Linked DNA regions of Oryctolagus cuniculus: region 2 is linked to region 1. Evidence: chromatin contacts called from public Micro-C data. All regions are on one chromosome and are shown on one strand. The core of a region is the stretch at or near the end of the contact, and the rest is flanking DNA. Distances in the headings are between cores, read along the strand shown.

Region 1 (4,493 bases), core at 505-3,004:
GGTTAGCAGGAAGTGGCCGTGGTGGGCAGAGGCTCAGGGTTGCAGGGATGAGGACACGCGGGGACGTCACTCCTAGGAACACAAGGCCACTCCCCTTCCCGTGGGAGCCTCTGGGTGGCACTTCCAGGGCCCCTTTCCCACATGCCAGGGCTGCGGTGTCCCTCAGAAGTGCCACGCCAGGCGGGGCCGGGGTTTTTCTCCCCACAGCACTGACCTCTGGAGTAGCTCCCCCTGGGCCTGACCCTTCCCCAGCAGCTCTGCTCCACTGAGAGGGGACCCTGGGGAGCCGAGGGTCTGTACGCGTGGTCTCTCCCCAGGCATCTCCCAGGCCACTGGAAGAGGTAGGGCCTGGCGTCTGGCCCTGGCAGGATCCCGAGGGTGGAGGGCTTGGAGACCGTAGTGTCCATTCTGGAAGGAAGCTGGGACAGAAACTCAGCCCCAGGGAGGAATGGGACTTGTCAGATTTCACACAGCCAATCGGGGACACAGTTAGGCCTCGAACTCAGATCTCTGGTGGTGGTGGGGGGGGGGGGGTTGACACATTCTGGGGTTTAGATCACCTGGTGCATGGAGAGATTGAAGACGGCCAGGGCCAGAAGCTATAGGTTCGAATCTTGTGTGTGTGTGTATTTAAAGAATTTATTTATTTGAAAGAGTTACACAGAGAGGGAGAGAGAAACAGAGATCTTCCATCCTCTGGTTTACCCCCCAGATGGCCACAATGGCCAGGCCTGGGCCAGGCTGAAGCCAAGAGCCTGGTCTCCCATGAGTGCAGCCAGGGCCCAAGCAGTTGGGCCATCTTCCGCTACTTTTCCCAGGCCATAGCAGGGAGTTGGACTGAAAGGGGAGCAGCCAGGACTCGAAGTGGCATCTCTTTACCAGCTACACAGGCCCCGGGGTTCACGTCCTGACTCTGGTGTTGACTATAGCCTACTTACTCCGGGAAGTCACTTATGCTCTCTGAGTTTGTTTCCTTAAGTGTAAAATACCCACTCTGCGGGGTTGCTGTGAAGTTCAAGCACCACGCCACAGTGTCTGGTTCACAGGAAGTGGTCGGGGTCTGCTGGTGGTGTGCCTGTGGTAATGACCGCTAGTGCATAACGGCGTGTGAATTCACACAGTAACAGTGAGATGTGTGAGTCTCGTCGTCTCCATACGTCAACCCAGCCCTAGAGGCAACGTGGATCAAACAGCGTGTGCAAACGCACCAGCCCAGCCCGGGCGCTAAGTCAACAATTCCTCTCCAAGTCCTACTACCTGCCCAGGAGCTCCGCAGGAGCGGAGAAAGGGGACAGCCCCTCCTCCCCGTCTTGCTCAGCTGAGGCAGAGGGAGTGGGAAACCAGGGACGCAGGGGGCGAGCAGGGCGTGGGGGCAGCGTGGGGCGTGGAGGGGCACGGACGCGGCGTGGAGTCCAGGACGAGCGCAGCTCCGGGGACTTGGACACAGGGTGCAGGCCAAGGACGCGAGCGCAGAGGGAGGGGGGGAAGGCGCGGCGACCCGCGTTAGCAGTGCGAGATCAAGGTCACCCGGGGCAAGCAGGGGGGCCGTCCTCACGGGCGGGGGGGTTCCTAGCTACCGGAAGCGGCCTGTCCCGGGCCCCCGGGGCTCCGAGCACCGCTCGCATGCTCGCCCGAGCCGCTGCACAGCAGCCGGCGAGCCGCGGCGGGGGCGGGCCGAGGGGGGGGACCCGCAGCCTGGGATTGGTCGCCGGGGCGCCGGCCGTGACGCGAGGCGGGCGGCCCCTTTGTGACGTCACAATCAGCTGTTTGAACGTTCCAATTTGTGCCGTGAGCCGCGCCGCAGCGGCCGCACAGGCTTCCAGCCCCGTGGGCGAGCGCCGCAGCTCCGAGCGCCCGCCGCCGCCGCCGCCTCCCCGCCCGCCGCCCGCGATGCAGCCCGGCCTGTGAGCCGCCGTCGAGCCCTGGGACGCCCCCGCCGCACAACTACCTCAGCACCGCCCCGCCCGCTGCACCGCGCAGGTGCCCAGGTGAGTCCCTACCGATTAGGATCAGGGGGCTCCTGGCGCCCCGGGACACGCCCTGCGCCCCCCGCGTCCCGGCCTTTGTCTGTCTCCGCCGGCGGCCGCGGGGGCAGCGTTCCCGGCTCCCGATTGGCTGCCGCACGCCCAGTAGACCGTGACGTCTTCGTATTTACATATGACATTGAGACGTCACCAAGGCCAGCCCCGCCCCTTTCCCCCAGATTGGGTCGCCTGTCCTCCGGTGACCCGGTGGGCGCTGTGTCAGGGCCGGAGCTTGGGTGAGGGACGCCGACAGGCAAGCGAGCCGGGGAGGGGGTCTCGGCAGTTTCCTGGGCTAACTTGAGGGCTGCCATCGGGTCTCTGACCCCCAACTTTTCTTCTTGCTACCTGCCGGGGGTCGGACGGCGCTGCTGGGCTGGGGGGTTGTCGGGGACTCGGGGCGGGCTCGGACTCCAGGTGGTTGGGGACGGCACCAGATGGTGGCGGAATCCCCTCTGTCCCCGCTCCAGGCTCCGCCCCTCAGGGACTAAACATCCTCCTAATCCCTGACTGGTGTGCTGCGCTCGGCTGACGTCAGTGCCAGCCACCAAAGGAAGGGTCTCAGACCCCATTTCGTGGGAGGGGAGACTGAGGGGAGGTGGCTTACTCGAGACCACATGTCCAGTTAGAGTGACAGGTGCGTTATCCACGGGCAGACACAGTGGGTGGTGGGTGCTCAGCACCAGTTAGTTACCTGCTGCCCACCCTCCCGCTGGGGAGCTTCTCCTATAGGGCGCCCAGCTCGCCTCACTCCTGGGTCTTTGTCCAGGAAACCTCTGGGGACAGGGTCCCCTTTTGTGGCCCTGACCCCGTCTGTCCCCTCTCTATGATAGAGTCCCAGCTGCTTCCCAGCTGCTCTGACCACTGGCCGTCAGGGTGTCTCTGGGCTAATGTTGGTTGGGTGGGGGGTGGAGGGTGGGGTGAGGGCTCTCTGAACTGGCCCTTCATCGCCTCGCTGACTCCCAGGGTTGTCAGCAGGAAGGACAGGACCCTGGCAACTGCTGGTGATTGCAGGCTTTCCGCCACCTTTCTCTCGACTCGCAGGGCTAACAGAAGCCTCTGACTTCCCAAGAGGATGCGCCTGGAGGTGCCACCGGAGCCCCGTCCCACCCTGGGCTTTGCTCAAGATGGGCCGGGGTAGAGGTGGCTTAGGGCTCAAGTGCTATTCTGGGCACAGCTGCTGTGGTTATTAAAGGGGAATGATTCTCCCTGGAGCAGAGCTGGGAATCTGAGAACCAGGAAGCTGGCAGGGCTGGGAAAGAAAATCCAAGAGGCTCGGCTAGTGGTCAGGAGAGGGGGCGGGCACTGGCTGGCTAGTGCTGCTGTCGCTCCTGACCTGTCACTGACTTGCTGCAGGACCTGGGGCAGGAAGCGTCTCCCCTGAGCCACCCTGACCTCAGTGTGTGCTGAGGAGCTGCACTGCAGGCTCTGACACACAGTGGGTGCTCTGGTAAATCTGTGCTGAATCTTGGTGCCAGGAACCCCAGCTCTTCTGCAGCGGGGTAGAGGGTCAGTGACAGGATCGAAGTCACTGTCTGACCTCCCCTGTCCTCCCTGCATCATTAAATTCTTGGGGCTTGTTTGCTGACTGTGAGCATTCTGGACAGGGTACTCAGGGACCTGGGCTAGGTCTGCCCTGCCACTGTTCTGAAAGACTTGTGTCGTCTGTCTGATCCTCAGACTGTGAGATGGACTGGGAGCAGATCTGCACCCACCACCGGGGTGGTGTCACCCCTACTGGAGCAGGGGACTCCCACATCTTTGCCCAGGGAAGGACTGGTTGAGTGCTTGAGTCCTGGTCTGACCCTTAGGGCTCATCCTTAATGCCTCGTGGGATCTGCTGGCTCCCTCCCTCTGCCATCAGCTCCCACTGACCTGCTGTCTCCCCTAGGGCCAGGCAACCTGATCTTCCGCCTCCTAGCCAGGGAGGGTGCTCAGAGCAGGAGCCAGGAGGGCCTATGGGGATAGAGTCTTCACACCTCATCTGACAGTCACAACCCAGGCTTGCCCAATCGCATGGTGAGACAGAAGCAGTTCTGTGGGGTTTCTGCTCGCCGGCACTTTTCAAACCACACAAGCTTCAGTCGTGGTTCTTAATCTCTGGAGTCAAGGATGCTATTTAGGAAATTATATGAAAACCAAGGTTGTTCTTCCCAGGAAAAATACTCGTGGACTATGACCTCTGGTCACCACATTAAAAATGTCCAATTCAGAGACATCAAAGGCAAATGGAGATAGTGATTATGGGTGCTGCCTCTGAATCGGAGTGCATGGGTTCAAATCCCACCTCTGTCCCTTACTAGATATGATTCTCGTGGCGAGTTGCCGTACCTCTCTGAGCCTTCTTCACTTGTAAAAGAGGGGTTGGTAGTTTACTATCTACACTTCTATATCTAGTTATGGGGGTTGAATGAGGTGATACAGGTAAAGCTACACAGTACAGTGCCTGGCTCATGAATGGTAGCTATGTTA
Region 2 (4,525 bases), core at 908-3,407, 380 kb before region 1:
CAGGACGGGCTGGCACTTCAAGCCCTGGGGCTCTTGGTGCCCAGGGGAAAAGGACTTTGAGAAGTCATAGGTACACCTGTCCAGGACAAGCCAACAGGAACCCCAAGGCTCTCTCTGTACTGCAGTTTCTTCATCTGTACAGTGAGGGCATCAGGGCAAAGCTTGCTTTGTGCTCTGAGATTAAAGATGCCACCACGGCCGGCGCCGCGGCTCACTAGGCTAATCCTCCACTTAGCGGCACCGGCACACTGGGTTCTAGTCCCAGTCGGGGCGCCGGATTCTGTCCCGGTTGCCCCTCTTCCAGGCCAGCTCTCTGCTGTGGCCAGGGAGTGCAGTGGAGGATGGCCCAAGTGCTTGGGCCCTGCACCCGCGTGGGAGAGACCAGGAGGAAGCACCTGGCTCCTGGCTTCAGATCAGCACAGCGCGCTGGCCATAGCAGCCATTTGGGGGGTGAACCAACGGAAGGAAGACCTTTCTCTCTGTCTCTCTCCCTCACTGTCTAACTCTGCCTGTCAAAAAAAAAAAAAAAAAAAAAAGATGCCACCACAAGACGGGGTCTGGCACATGGCAAGCCCTCCTCCACCCAAAGGCGTCCTTCCTCTGTCCCTACTCAGCCAAGCTCTCTCGCCTCACCTCCAGCCACACTCCACTGCCCGCACCCTTACCCACCCATCTCTCTCCACACGAAGACAAGTCCCCCTTCCAGTTCTGTCACTAATGTGACCTTGACTTGACCTCTCTGGGTTCAGTTCCATCCCCCACACTGGGTGAACAGCATTTTAACAGAACCTTTCCAAGTTACTTCCGTTCAGGGCGTTTCTTCCTTTGCATCACAGGCGCCTGTCCGCCTCTATAAGGATCATTCTTCAGGCCCGCTGCACGTGCTCCATAAATATCTCACGCCTTTGGCCGGGCAGCCGCTAGCTAGCCGAACAGGATTTTGCTGAGAGCTCAGTAGGGCTGTTCCCGGGTGTATACTCCTATAAGGAGACTTCAAAAAGTCCTTGGAAAACTGAATGCAAATAAGTTTATTTTGGTGCAAAAACTTCTCAAGTCCGTGCTTAAGGTGAAAAGGGCACACCTAAGAGGTCTGGATGGCTTGGGTTCGAATCCTGCTCCACCACCTCCGGCTTTAACTGTTTGCACTTTACTCCCATGTCCCAGAATCCTCATTGTAAAAGCAGATTAGTCCCCACCCCAGAGAGCTCTGAGAACAAACTGAGTTACTCTAGAATAAGCCTAGAAGGTAGTGCCAGTCCCACAGTTAAACGCTCAGCAAACGTTAACCGTCACTACAATCCAGGAAGGACTTTTCTAACGACTCGAAACTTTCTTTGACTCCCTGCATGCCTGTCCCTGTCGCCTGGGTGGAGGAACGGCACAGACTGAGTAGCCTAAAGTTCCCCGTGTGTGGACCCCTGCCAGGGTCGGCTCGCTGGCCAGGCCTCCCCTCCACACGCACTTCGGAGCTCCAGCGCCCTCGCCTTCCCTGCAGGAGGCCAGGAAACGGGTGGGCTCTTGTCCAGGGACCGGCCAGGTCGAGCAGGCTCGATCCGCGGCACCGGCGCATTCCAGCAGGTGCCCGCAGTCCCAGACCACTGCCAGGTGGTTTTCCCACCCCGCCCCCGCCGCCTCCCGGCGACCATGCCGCCAGTTCGCGGCTCCGCAGCCCGCGCGGAGGTACGGGGCGTCGCGGGGCACGCCGGGACTTGTAGTCCGCGGCCGCCTCAAACGACCAGCTCGCCGCGACGCGATAACTCCAACCCCCAGGCGGCCTCGCGCGGCCAGAAATGCGCCGAGCCTGCGATTCCAAGGGGTCCTGGGCACCTTGGGTCGGCCCTGAGGCCGCCACCCACAACAAACCCCGGGCTGGCCCCGTAGCCGCCGCCCAGGAGAAGTCCCGGCCGGCGCAGGGTAACTGCGGCTGACCACAAATCCAGGAACTCACCGACTTTGTAGGGCAGTTTGTCAGACATTCTGGCGGTGTTGCTGCACGCGGTGATGGACACGGGCGAAAAGGGGATCAGGCCTAGAGCAGAAATCAGGCACTGGGCTGGCGGCGCGGGGCAGGAATCTGCGCGTGGCGCCGGCGCCTTTAAATATCTTCCTCGTTTTGCATATTCATGAGTCCCGCTGAGGCTGAGCCCGAGGGGCGGGGCCCACGCACGGGGGCGTGGCCAGAGTGAACTTCGATCCCTGCTCCGGACTCTGAATTTTGTCCAGTGCTATCGATCGACCTTCGGCTCGGCTTCCCCAAGGGACACCTGGCCATTGTTCCTTTCATTTATTCTGCCTCTGATTCCAGGGCCAAAATCAGGAGGAACTGAACTTCCAGCCAGTTCCCTTTCTCGAGCTTCGATTTCCCCACCTGTAAAATGGGCGGAATGATACCTCCCCCACAGATTTTAGACAGAGCCACAGTATGCCACGGATGTGGCACACCCCAGATCTCCCCTGCCGCACGCAATCACCACCCTGAGAGTAAGTACATGTGCATGCATTTCTTTATACATTAAAACAATTCATAGGCTTATGTGTTTAAAACCTTTATGTGTGGTACCTACCACAGTTAGCTTTGTGCTGCTTGCTTTTCTCTGAGCATTATGTTCCTAAGAGTCATGCATATAATTTGCGCATGTTTGTATTTGCTGCCTACAGTACTTCGGTGTCTCCATACCATGATTTATTTGTTCTATCTGGCTGACGTTCAGGCTGTGTGGTGTGTCGCTCTTGCATAGATGGAGCCATGAACATGCTGCCCTTGTCTTCTCACGCCCGTGAGTGGGTTTCTCCGGGGCCCGAGTGTACCCCGGGGTGGAGTTTCTGGGCCGATGGTGCATCCTTAGCTTTTCCTACATGCTGCTTTCCACGGTGGCTTTGTCACAGGCAGTGCCTGAGAGCGCGGGCTCGGCCACATCTCTGTTACCTCTCATTGTCTGACAAGCTGTTGTCCAACTCGTGGAGTGAAAAGTCTCTCTTGGGTTTTTGTTTTTGTTTTTGTTTTTGATAGGTAGAGTGGACAGTGAGAGAGAGAGAAAGGTTTTCCTTTTCCGTTGGTTCACCCCAAGATGGCTGCTATGGCTGGTGCGCTGCGCTGATCTGAAGGCAGGAGCCAGGTACTTCTCCTGGTCTCCCATGGGGTGCAGGGCCCAAGCACTTGGGCCATCCTCCACTGCACTCCCTGGCCACAGCAGAGAGCTGGCCTGGAAGAGGGGCAACTGGGACAGAATCTGGCGCCCCGACCGGACTAGAACCCAGTGTGCTGGTGCCGCTAGGCGGAGGATTAGCCTAGTGAGCCACAGCGCCAGCCTCTTGGGGGGTTTTAATTGGCCACCTGAAGCCCTTTAATTTCTCTCAGCCCCATGCCCACTCTTCCCACTTTCACCCCCATCTCCTCCCTCTGCTTCTCAAACTTTTGTCCCCACCCTGAGTGTGCACTTTCCCATCTCCAGTTTGGCCCTCAGCTGTGTAGCCTCGGCCCCCAGTCTCCACTGAAACTGCTCCAGCTGAGGTCATCAGGGAACCTGCTGGGAATTTTTGTCGTCAGCACTACTTTTTATTTTATTTTATTTTATTTTATTTTATTTTTATTTTTTGACAGGCAGAGTGGACAGTGAGAGAGAGAGACAGAGAGGAAGGTCTTCCTTTGCCGTTGGTTCACCCTCCAATGGTCACCACGGCTGGCACGCTGCAGCCAACGCATCACGCTGATCCGAAGGCAGGAGCCAGGTGCTTTTCCTGGTCTCCCATGGGGTGCCGGGCCCAAGTACCTGGGCCATCCTCCACTGTACTCCCTGGCCACAGCAGAGAGCTGGCCTGGAAGAGGGGCAACCGGGACAGAATCCGGCGCCCTGACCGGGACTAGAACCCGGTGTGCTGGCGCCACAAGGTGGAGGATTAGCCTAGTGAGCCGCGGCGCCGGCCTATTTTTTATTTTTTTGACAGGCAGAGTGGACAGTGAGAGAGAGAGACAGAGAGAAAGGTCTTCCTTTTGCTGTTGGTTCACCCTCCAATGGCTGCCGCGGCCGACACACTGTGGCCGGCGCAGCACGCTGATCCGATGGCAGGAGCCAGGTGCTTCTCCTGGTCTCCCATGGGGTGCAGGGCCCAAGCACTTGGGCCATCCTCCACTGCACTCCCTGGCCACAGCAGAGAGCTGGCCTGGAAGAGGGGCAACTGGGACAGAATCCGGCGCCCCGACCGGGACTAGAACCCGGTGTGCCAGTGCCGCAGGCAGAGGATTAGCCTATTGAGCTGCGGCACCGGCCACTACTTTTTATTCCTTTATGAATTTACTTCCTCTGTGACTATCCCTAAACAATACAGCTTTCATTTTGACTGTTTTTTGCTTTTGATGAATGAAATTTATACTGTATAAATTCTTTTTTCTTTTAAAGATCTATTGATTTATTTGAAAGAGGTACAGAGAAGGAGAGGCAGAGAGAGAGAGAGAGATCTTCCATCCACTGGTTCACTACCCAAATGGCTTTAACGGTCTAGGCTGGGTCAGGCCAAAGCCAGAGGC

Evidence for each region. Hi-C and Micro-C count contacts between places; a contact is called where the count stands out from the background.
Region 2: a contact with region 1 is called in a Micro-C map of ear pinna, with 4 times the contacts expected there. The contact joins the promoter of AHCY here to the promoter of TP53INP2 in region 1. A contact is called at or near these places in 2 of 6 Hi-C or Micro-C datasets (ear pinna and an unstated tissue).

Annotation. Positions count from the first base shown.
Region 1 is chr11:23,396,640-23,401,132 of mOryCun1.1, reverse strand. It overlaps TP53INP2 (tumor protein p53 inducible nuclear protein 2), which reads left to right and starts at 1,754. Exons shown (of 4, transcript XM_070051952.1): 1 at 1,754-1,988. LOC138844315 (a long non-coding RNA gene) reads right to left here and starts at 2,146. Exons shown (of 2, transcript XR_011379942.1): 1 at 2,001-2,146.
Region 2 is chr11:23,775,457-23,779,981 of mOryCun1.1, reverse strand. AHCY (adenosylhomocysteinase) reads right to left here and starts at 2,157. Exons shown (of 10, transcript XM_002710796.5): 1 at 1,949-2,157. The coding sequence starts at 1,976. LOC103348190 (a long non-coding RNA gene) reads left to right here and starts at 2,304. Exons shown (of 3, transcript XR_007919648.2): 1 at 2,304-2,481.